2 separate regions of the Gossypium hirsutum genome follow, and region 1 is linked to region 2. Evidence: chromatin contacts called from public Hi-C data. All regions are on one chromosome and are shown on one strand. The core of a region is the stretch at or near the end of the contact, and the rest is flanking DNA. Distances in the headings are between cores, read along the strand shown.

Region 1 (4,207 bases), core at 719-3,218, 300 kb after region 2:
AACGAATTATGAGATCCCTCATCCAGTGGTTGTGCATTCTACAATTTGGGACATGAATAATTGCTATGCCCATAAAGTCCACACCCAAAACAAACATTGGGTAATGATTCGTACTCAATCCTTTGCATTTCCTATTAATCTTTGATATCAGTGGCTTCCGAAGATCTAAACAGATAGTCAATCGAGCGAAACGACCTCTCTTGGCATTATCGGTGTTTTCATCAATCTTCAAGACCGGTCCAATTGTTTGGCCAATTGCATTAAGAAGAAATTTAGAATAATAGCCTTCTGGTAGGCTAGGAAATTGGACCCAAACAACTTGAGTGTCCACTTTAGTCTAAATCATCGAGAAGGTCAATGACCATGGGCGAACAATTAGATATTGTCCGAGAATCACCCATGGACCACTAGTTAGCACTTTGTTTGCATCCTCTTCATCACTGAATCACATTAGGTAAAAATCATTCTCCAAATCCATAAGTTGAAAAGAATGATTAAAATTCCATAGAGTAGTGATTTTGTTTAACAGGGCGTTGAAAGCAATCCATTACCCTAAAAGTTTAACAACTATAATACGTGCCATTTTCCTCTCGATGAACTTATGGACTCTTTCCGAGAAAGTGATCGACGAGATCCCATCCACCAGTTTTGTCATCACATCTCATTCATGCAGTTCAAAATCCTCTCCCTTCGCTGATGAAGCAATAACAGATTGAGAGCCTTTTTGGACACAACAAGCTCCGGTATTTTCCTGCCATTTTTGTCAACTGTTGGGCCATCTGAATCCAATGGTAAATCTAGTTGACGTCTCCCCTTTTTAGTAGCATGACCAATACCAAAATTCGAAGACGCGGGATTGGCCTTGACCACAAACTCTACCATAGACAAGGTTTCACTCATTTTCCCATAAGGTGATTTTTGCTTTATATAGGAATGAAACAATTATATAATTAAAATAATGAAGTGATTTTTTAATTGAATGATTATTTATTATCGTAGCCAGTTATTAAAATTTAAAAGTTTCAAATACTTTTATTGAGTTAATTCAACTAAATATCTTAAATTATGACTTTTATTTTAAACTTTAACATATTTTAATTACATCTTTAAACTAACGATGTTATATTAATAAAGTCCTTTAGTCCTTTTATTATTAAAATTGTTAATTTAACTATTAAATGAGATGTTAGATTTTATATGACATAATTTAAAATGAACAATTTAAAGAAAAATGGATATTGTAAAAATATTGATTTTGATGTTTTTAAAGCTTTTGCAAAAATTATTGCTCACTCTTCCTTTTTTAGTTTTACTTTATTTTTAATTTTTAATTTTAAAAGTTATGCAACAACATTTTACTTTTCTTTAAAATTTTGATTTAAAATTAAGTCAGTAAGATTTTACATGCCATTTAATGTAAATTAACAATTTCAATAATGGAAGGTCTTGATTAATATAACATCAATAATTTAGGATATAATTATAACATTTTGAAGTTTAGAGACCAATTTAAAATAAAAGTCATAATTTTGGGATGTTTTATGCAATTACCACAATGTTTTTTTTATATATAAATTTGATTTCATGTAATCTTTTTGATTGAGTTGGGCTTAATTTCTACATATAATTAGAATAAAAAAAGGAAATAGAGGAAAAATAAAAGTAATTATACCCGTAGATTTTTAGAAATATTTTAGAAGCGTGAAATAAGGGATGAGGGTGAATAAGAAATATATTATTTATTATATAATTTGGTTTTTATGTATTTTTCTAACAAAGTTAGTATCACGCGAAATTCAATGAAGAATTCATGTGTAATGATGCCTCTAGGTTGATTTAATTTAATTTAGTGATTATTTTATAATTTTTTGAAGTTAAGTGATTGTAATGTAAATTTAATAATAGTTGAATGATCTTGGCCGTACGTTACCCTAAAGTTTAAAATATGTAAAATTTTACTCAATGGTCAATACACACCGTTTTAAAGGATTGAAAAATCTAAAAGACTAGCAACCCTAAATGGCTAAATCCCTAACATTTTCTTCATTTCCAAGTTTTTGATTCTCCTTATTTCCCCCTCTTTTATATCAGTCTTTCACCACCAGCAGCGGCGGAAGCGGCGGAAGCGGCAACACCTCAGCTCAGGGTCCTCAGTCCTCACCACTACACCAGCGGCCTTCTTCTCCAAACCAGAACCAGATCACCGGTCGTCCCTTTTTACTCAATACTCACCGGAACCAGAACTTCCCTTTCTGTAATCAACAAAGGAAAGGGCTCTTGAATCTTGGTTTTCTTAGCCCCCCTCTTGAGTCGTAGGTAATGTTGTTCAACTCTTCTCTTTCTCTCTCTTTTTTTCTTATTGCTTTTGATGTTTCAGCTCTCTTGTTTTCAATCGAGTTTATGATGTGTTGAGCCTTTTCAACTCTTTTTGTTTCGGTTGGCTCGCGTCGTGTCCGTAATGGGTTTGAATGAACACGCTGAACCCCGGATTTATAGTTTGATAAAGTCCTGGATAAAAGACCCCAGTTCTATATTATAAAACTCTTGGTTTAATATATGTATATCTAGAATGCTGATACGGTAATTCATAAGCAATCAAAATTTAACATGACATTAGGTCTTTATGCTTTGAAGGAAGACAATAGCTTATTGTTTTGCTAGTGAGCTTTCAAATGCTTCAATGCCATAAATCAGCCTAACCAAGAGAGAGGAAAACGGAGTGCTTAATGAATGTATCAGTTATGGTTGTAATTGAACACTGTGTTTTTTCCCTTATTTATAGTCTATGAAATTTAATTGAATTTAACTGTTATTTCTTTGTTTCTTTTAATACCCTTTCACTGTTCATCGATCTTTCTTTCATTATTTGTTTCTTGGAATCGAATGTTGTTCTGGCTAAAACAGTGTAGTTCTTTTTTTGGTGAAAAAAACAGTGTAGCATAAGATAAAGTGATTTCTTTATTTTTTACTGTTAACTTTTTAGTTTTTCTTATTACAAGGCATCTAGAATTGGTGAAGAGTAAATGGCGTCAGGGGAGGGATTTCTTACAGATGAGCAAAGGGAAATGCTTAAAATAGCAAGTCAGAATGTGGAGACTGCTTTACCATCCCCAAGATTGTCCTCATCCCCAAAGTCCCCGACTTCTTTGCTTTCTGATCATCAATTAAAGGTTCCTGCTGGTGGCAAGGCGCCAACTGGTGGTATTGCAGTGAGACATGTCCGTCGGTCTCACTCAGGGAAATCCATTCGTGTAAAGAAGGGTGAGCCTTGATATTCTTTGAATTGTTCAAATCAATGCAATTTTTCTTCTTCTCACCTCTTTGGATATTTGGTTTGTAACTTGCTAGCCTTGCAAATTCTATTTGCTTTATAACTGGCTTGCTCATTTTGGGCCACCTGTGAATAAAAATGGTCAGCCAGACATCAAAGGTTCTCAAAAAGGAAAGCGATTTTTATTCGATCATATATTACTATTATAATTATATTATCTTTAACCAATATCACCTCCTTGCTCAATTGATTTCTTGTGCTTTGTAATTTTCCGAGGCTTAGCACAATTAAATTGTCAGGTTCTTAATTTTAATGTACTTATAATTTATTTTTCATTTAGATAAGATGATGGGATCATAATACTGAAATGCTTGCTGTAAACTAGAACCCTGTTAACTTCTAACTGATATAAGATGGAGTGGTAGGTCGATTGATTTTGGGTTTGAGATCTTTTATAGTTGGTCTTTTGCTTTAGATTGGTCAACAGCATTATATTCTAATTCTTTATGCATTATTTAATTGATTGTAATAACATTATTGCCCCAGTCATGTTTCTGAAGTACTTGCTTTGTAACTCACAGGGTACATGTATAATGCTATTAAGAATGTGAAAAGAACTGGACCAGGGATTAAGCTGGTCATTCTCTAGTTCCTGGTTCAACAGATTGGAGTATATGTATAATGTTATTAATAATGTTAAAGAACCGAAGATTGAACCAATCATGCCTCCGGTTCAACTATATGAATATATGTTCGGTTTTAATTAAAAATAATTATATATTTTAAAATATACAATCGTAACCCATGTTTTGAGGCTGAAGAGAAGGGCTTTTGACATAATATGACCCACTTCTTATATTTCCAAAATTTGTCCCTTCATCTCTGTTGCCACCTGAGAAATCAAATTTTATTGTCTTCCTCTTCCATTGCCTCTGC
Region 2 (4,158 bases), core at 732-3,231:
TTTAAATTTAGTGTATTTTTGGTAATATATTATTTTAGTAATTTTTTAATAAATTTAGTCTAATCCATATTGCTATTTTAACACTTAATAAAAAATCAAAATAATAAAAAAACTTGATAAAATTTTTAAAAATTATCTATTACAAATCCTATCCCTTAAAAAAAATTTAGGACACGTTCGGTTTGCTCTAATGGAATAGAGGCGTAATGAAATAGATGCGTAATAGCAATTCAATTGTTTGGTTGAATGTAATGGAATAGAGGTGGAATATTATTCTTGTGTTTGGTTGAATGGAATGGAGGTGTAATAGCATAAGAGAAAAAACTAAAATGACTAGAATACCCTTAGCAGAAATTTGTTTAGGTAAATGATTATTGTTATTGTTATTAAATTTTAATAAGATTATTAATATTAATAATAAATAATTTAATCATATTTTAACATAATTATTATTAAATATATTTTAATCAAAATATATAATTTAATAAAATTCTTAATAATCAATATTCTTATATGAATTTACTAAAATCATAATATATGATACTATAAAATATAATTTGAAATAATTATTATTAAATATATTTTAATTAAAATATATGGTTTAATAAAATTCTTAATAATCAATATTTTTATATGAATTTACTTAAATCATAATATATGATAGTATAAAATATAATTTGAAATAATTATTATTAAATATATTTTAATTAAAATATATGATTTAATAAAATTCTTAATAATCAATATTCTTATATGAATTTACTAAAATCATAATATATGATACTATAAAATATAATTTGAAATAATTATTATTAAATATATTTTAATTAAAATATATGATTTAATAAAATTTAAAATAATTATTACTAATAAATTTTCTTATATGAATTTGTATAATTTAAAATAATTATTATTAAATATAATTTAATAATAATATATAATTTCATAAAATTCTTGATAATAAATTTTCTTATATGAATTTATATAATTTAAAATAATTAATATTAAATATAATTTAATAATGATATATAATTTCATAAAATTCTTAATAATAAATATTCTTATATGAATTTACTAAAATCATAATATAACTTGAGAATTATATTCTGCATAAACATAATTAACTTATATTACCTTTCTCAACAACCAAACAAATAATTTCCAAATAAAAAAAAAGTAAATTCCAGCAAAGAAGAAGCACAGATTAAATCCTCAGACCCAGTTTAAGACTTTTTACCAGACTAACATGAACATAACAAACCAATCAAATAAAAATCAAACTTGTTCACTCATCTTGACTTTCCTTTCTCATCATCTAAACAAAAGCACAATAAATGAATTGCCAAAAAGAAACCCAAATTTTGTCTATCCTAGCTTCGGCAATGAAAAAAAATCATAACCAGCAAGAAACGAAATGCCGATTTACCAAGAAACTAATGAATTGAAACAACCGCACCAAAAACTAATCGTATTTATAAAAAAAATTGCAATAACACCCATTAAAAATGCATGCAAAGAGGAAAGAAATAGAGATTACTCACTTGCCGCTTCAAAGCGTCCGGAGATCTGAGACCGTAGAGTCGGCGAAGGATGCCAAGATGAAAGTCGGGAGCGGCTGGAGGTTTGGTTCGCTGGCAGCTTCTGTTGATGTTGGGAGGGAAAGGATGGGGTGGAGATTGATTTCGGCTTGGGAGGGTAAAACAGAGACCGATCAGCTAATCTTTGCTTTTGAAAAGAATTACAAATCGGCGCTGAAGCAGAGAAAATGAAGAATACATCCGTAATGTAATAGGTCCGTATTAGGGCAATACAGCGAACCAAACACAGTATTGAGTGAGGCCACGAAATAGGGGTGTAATAGCTAATCCATTACACGCAACTAAACATGGTGTTAACATTTAAGAATTTCCTTTGAAATGCCTGAGCAATTATAATCTTATGATTCTTAAATATAAATGTATATTTTATAAATGTTTACTTTCACTCTTTCATGGGAATATAGGCTGGGACAAGTAGGGGCATGGCCATAACAATTAAATAAAAGATTTACCTTTGATCTTCCAATATTGAATTTTGTTGTTGTTGTTGTTGGATATGATACAATTTAATGTATTATACGCAGAAGAGGCATATATTGGCCTCTTTTCAAAGAAAATATCTTTTTTGGTATAAACCTCCTCGTCCCCTCTCCTTTCTGCCTCCTATTATCCTTTCAGCCTCCTCTGCTCTTCTTAACCCCCCCCCCTCTCTCTCCTTTCTCTCCTTCGCAATTCTCCAACAACAGATATGTCTACTGTAATGAGACCTGTGTCTCTGGTTGACTCAACTTGCCTTGTTTCTTTGCCTTCACTCTTCACCACTTCTTCCAAGCTTCCATCTCTTCTCTCACTTCCTTCAAAGCCCATCAACCTTGTCCTCTTATCTTCCTCCACTCAGCCAACCTTATCCTCCCTCAAAACAAAAACCCATTTCCCTTCCCTCGTTGCCTTTTTGGCCCAGACGTCAGATTGGGCTCAACAAGAGGAGGAAAACGACACCACCCTAACCATTGATGACCAAGGAACTGAAAGTGAAGGAGGGGAATCAACATGGGAAAATGAGGAGAGTGATGGGGCTGAAGCAAGTTTGTCTGATTGGGAACCTCAAGGTGAGGTTACTGGTAGTGGTTCAGAAGAAGAGGATGCTTCCGAACCTTCTGAGGAAGCTAAATTGTTCGTTGGGAATCTGCCTTATGATGTTGATAGTCAAAGCTTGGCTATGCTTTTTGAGAAAGCTGGAACTGTGGAAATTGCTGAGGTTAAATGACCCAAGTTTTCTTCTTTGAAAAACTGTTTGAAATTCGTGTGTTTAGGGTTGAAATTTTGTTTGTTTTCTAGGTTTGCAGGTTATTTACAATAGGGATACTGAGCTAAGCCGTGGGTTTGGCTTCATAACTATGAGTTCAGTTGAGGAAGCTGAGAAGGCTGCTGAAACATTTAATGGTTATGTAAGCCTTTTCTTTTGCTCAAAATTTCCTACTTAATCGCTTTCTATGTCAATCCAAATTCTTTGGCAAGAATATGAGATGCTTGGCATATAATGATCTCAATTGTGCATTAATGTGCTATGAAGTTTGTATTAGGTGCTTGTGTTTAGCCATTCTTGCTTTTAAACAGGATCTCAATGGAAGGCTCTTGACCGTAAATAAGGCCTCTCCTAGAGGATCACGTATCGACCAATCCCCTCGTGTTTATGAACAAGCTTTTAGAGTCTATGCGGGTAACCTTCCATGGGGTGTGGATAATACTCGATTGGAACAAATTTTCAGTGAACATGGTAAAGTATTGGAGGCTCGTGTAGTCTATGACAGGGAGACCGGCCGTTCGCGCGGTTTCGGTTTTGTGACTATGTCCTCGGAGACTGAACTGAATGATGCCATTGCTGCTCTCGATGGACAGGTATGTCTCGATGGACAGATACATTAATCATATATCAGTATCTGATGTAAATAACCAAGATTTCGGGTTATAAAGTTTTTTCGTGTGTATTGTTGCAGAGTCTGGATGGAAGAGCACTAAGAGTAAATGTTGCAGAGCAAAAACCAAGGCGAAGCCCCTTTTGAGCTGAAATGATTATAGATTAAGACTATATGTTGCTGTTGGTTTTTTATTTCATATTTGCCCTTTCCTATTTCTATTTCTTTTCATTTTATTAACAGTTCCGAAGTTTTGTAAAATATTTGTATGGAATATTTTTATCCAGAGAGTTGGTCATCATTTGGGAGACACTTGTTTCAGCTAAACTATCATCTACAACAATGATATGAAAAATGCATAATATTGTTGGAAAACAGTAAAAAAACCAAAACAGATTCATATAATCATCTTTCACTGGGCCATGGATTGCTTCCAGGAAGCATTTTCATTATGTTCCAAGTTCAAACATACGAAAAGCATGCCATTTATACAACGGTGCAAGTCCCGAAAAAAAAAAAAAAAAACTCCGATATTCTGTACAATACTGGATTCAATAACAGTAACCACCTGAATGTAAGATACTTACCTGAGCTCAATAACCCTTCAACTGTGCATCGCGACTGGTCAAAGGTACGTATCGAACAGCAGTCTCGTTTCTAATGCTAACCGAACCATCCAAATTCTTGTCCACCACTTGCAAATC

Evidence for each region. A called contact is a pair of places that touch in the nucleus more often than the background predicts.
Region 1: a contact with region 2 is called in a Hi-C map of leaf, with 3 times the contacts expected there. The contact joins the promoter of LOC107949711 here to the promoter of LOC107949724 in region 2. A contact is called at or near these places in 4 of 34 Hi-C or Micro-C datasets (hypocotyl and leaf).

The regions. Positions count from the first base shown.
Region 1 is chrD03:41,337,299-41,341,505 of Gossypium_hirsutum_v2.1, forward strand. It overlaps LOC107949711 (MA3 DOMAIN-CONTAINING TRANSLATION REGULATORY FACTOR 1), which reads left to right and starts at 1,969. Exons shown (of 4, transcript XM_016884455.2): 1 at 1,969-2,316; 2 at 3,000-3,261. The coding sequence starts at 3,024.
Region 2 is chrD03:41,035,260-41,039,417 of Gossypium_hirsutum_v2.1, forward strand. It overlaps LOC107949724 (28 kDa ribonucleoprotein, chloroplastic), which reads left to right and starts at 1,982. Exons shown (of 4, transcript XM_016884468.2): 1 at 1,982-2,796; 2 at 2,885-2,986; 3 at 3,156-3,437; 4 at 3,536-3,764. The coding sequence starts at 2,287. The coding sequence ends at 3,601. It overlaps LOC107949725 (protein-L-isoaspartate O-methyltransferase 1), which reads right to left. Exons shown (of 5, transcript XM_016884469.2): 5 at 3,833-4,158. The coding sequence ends at 4,048.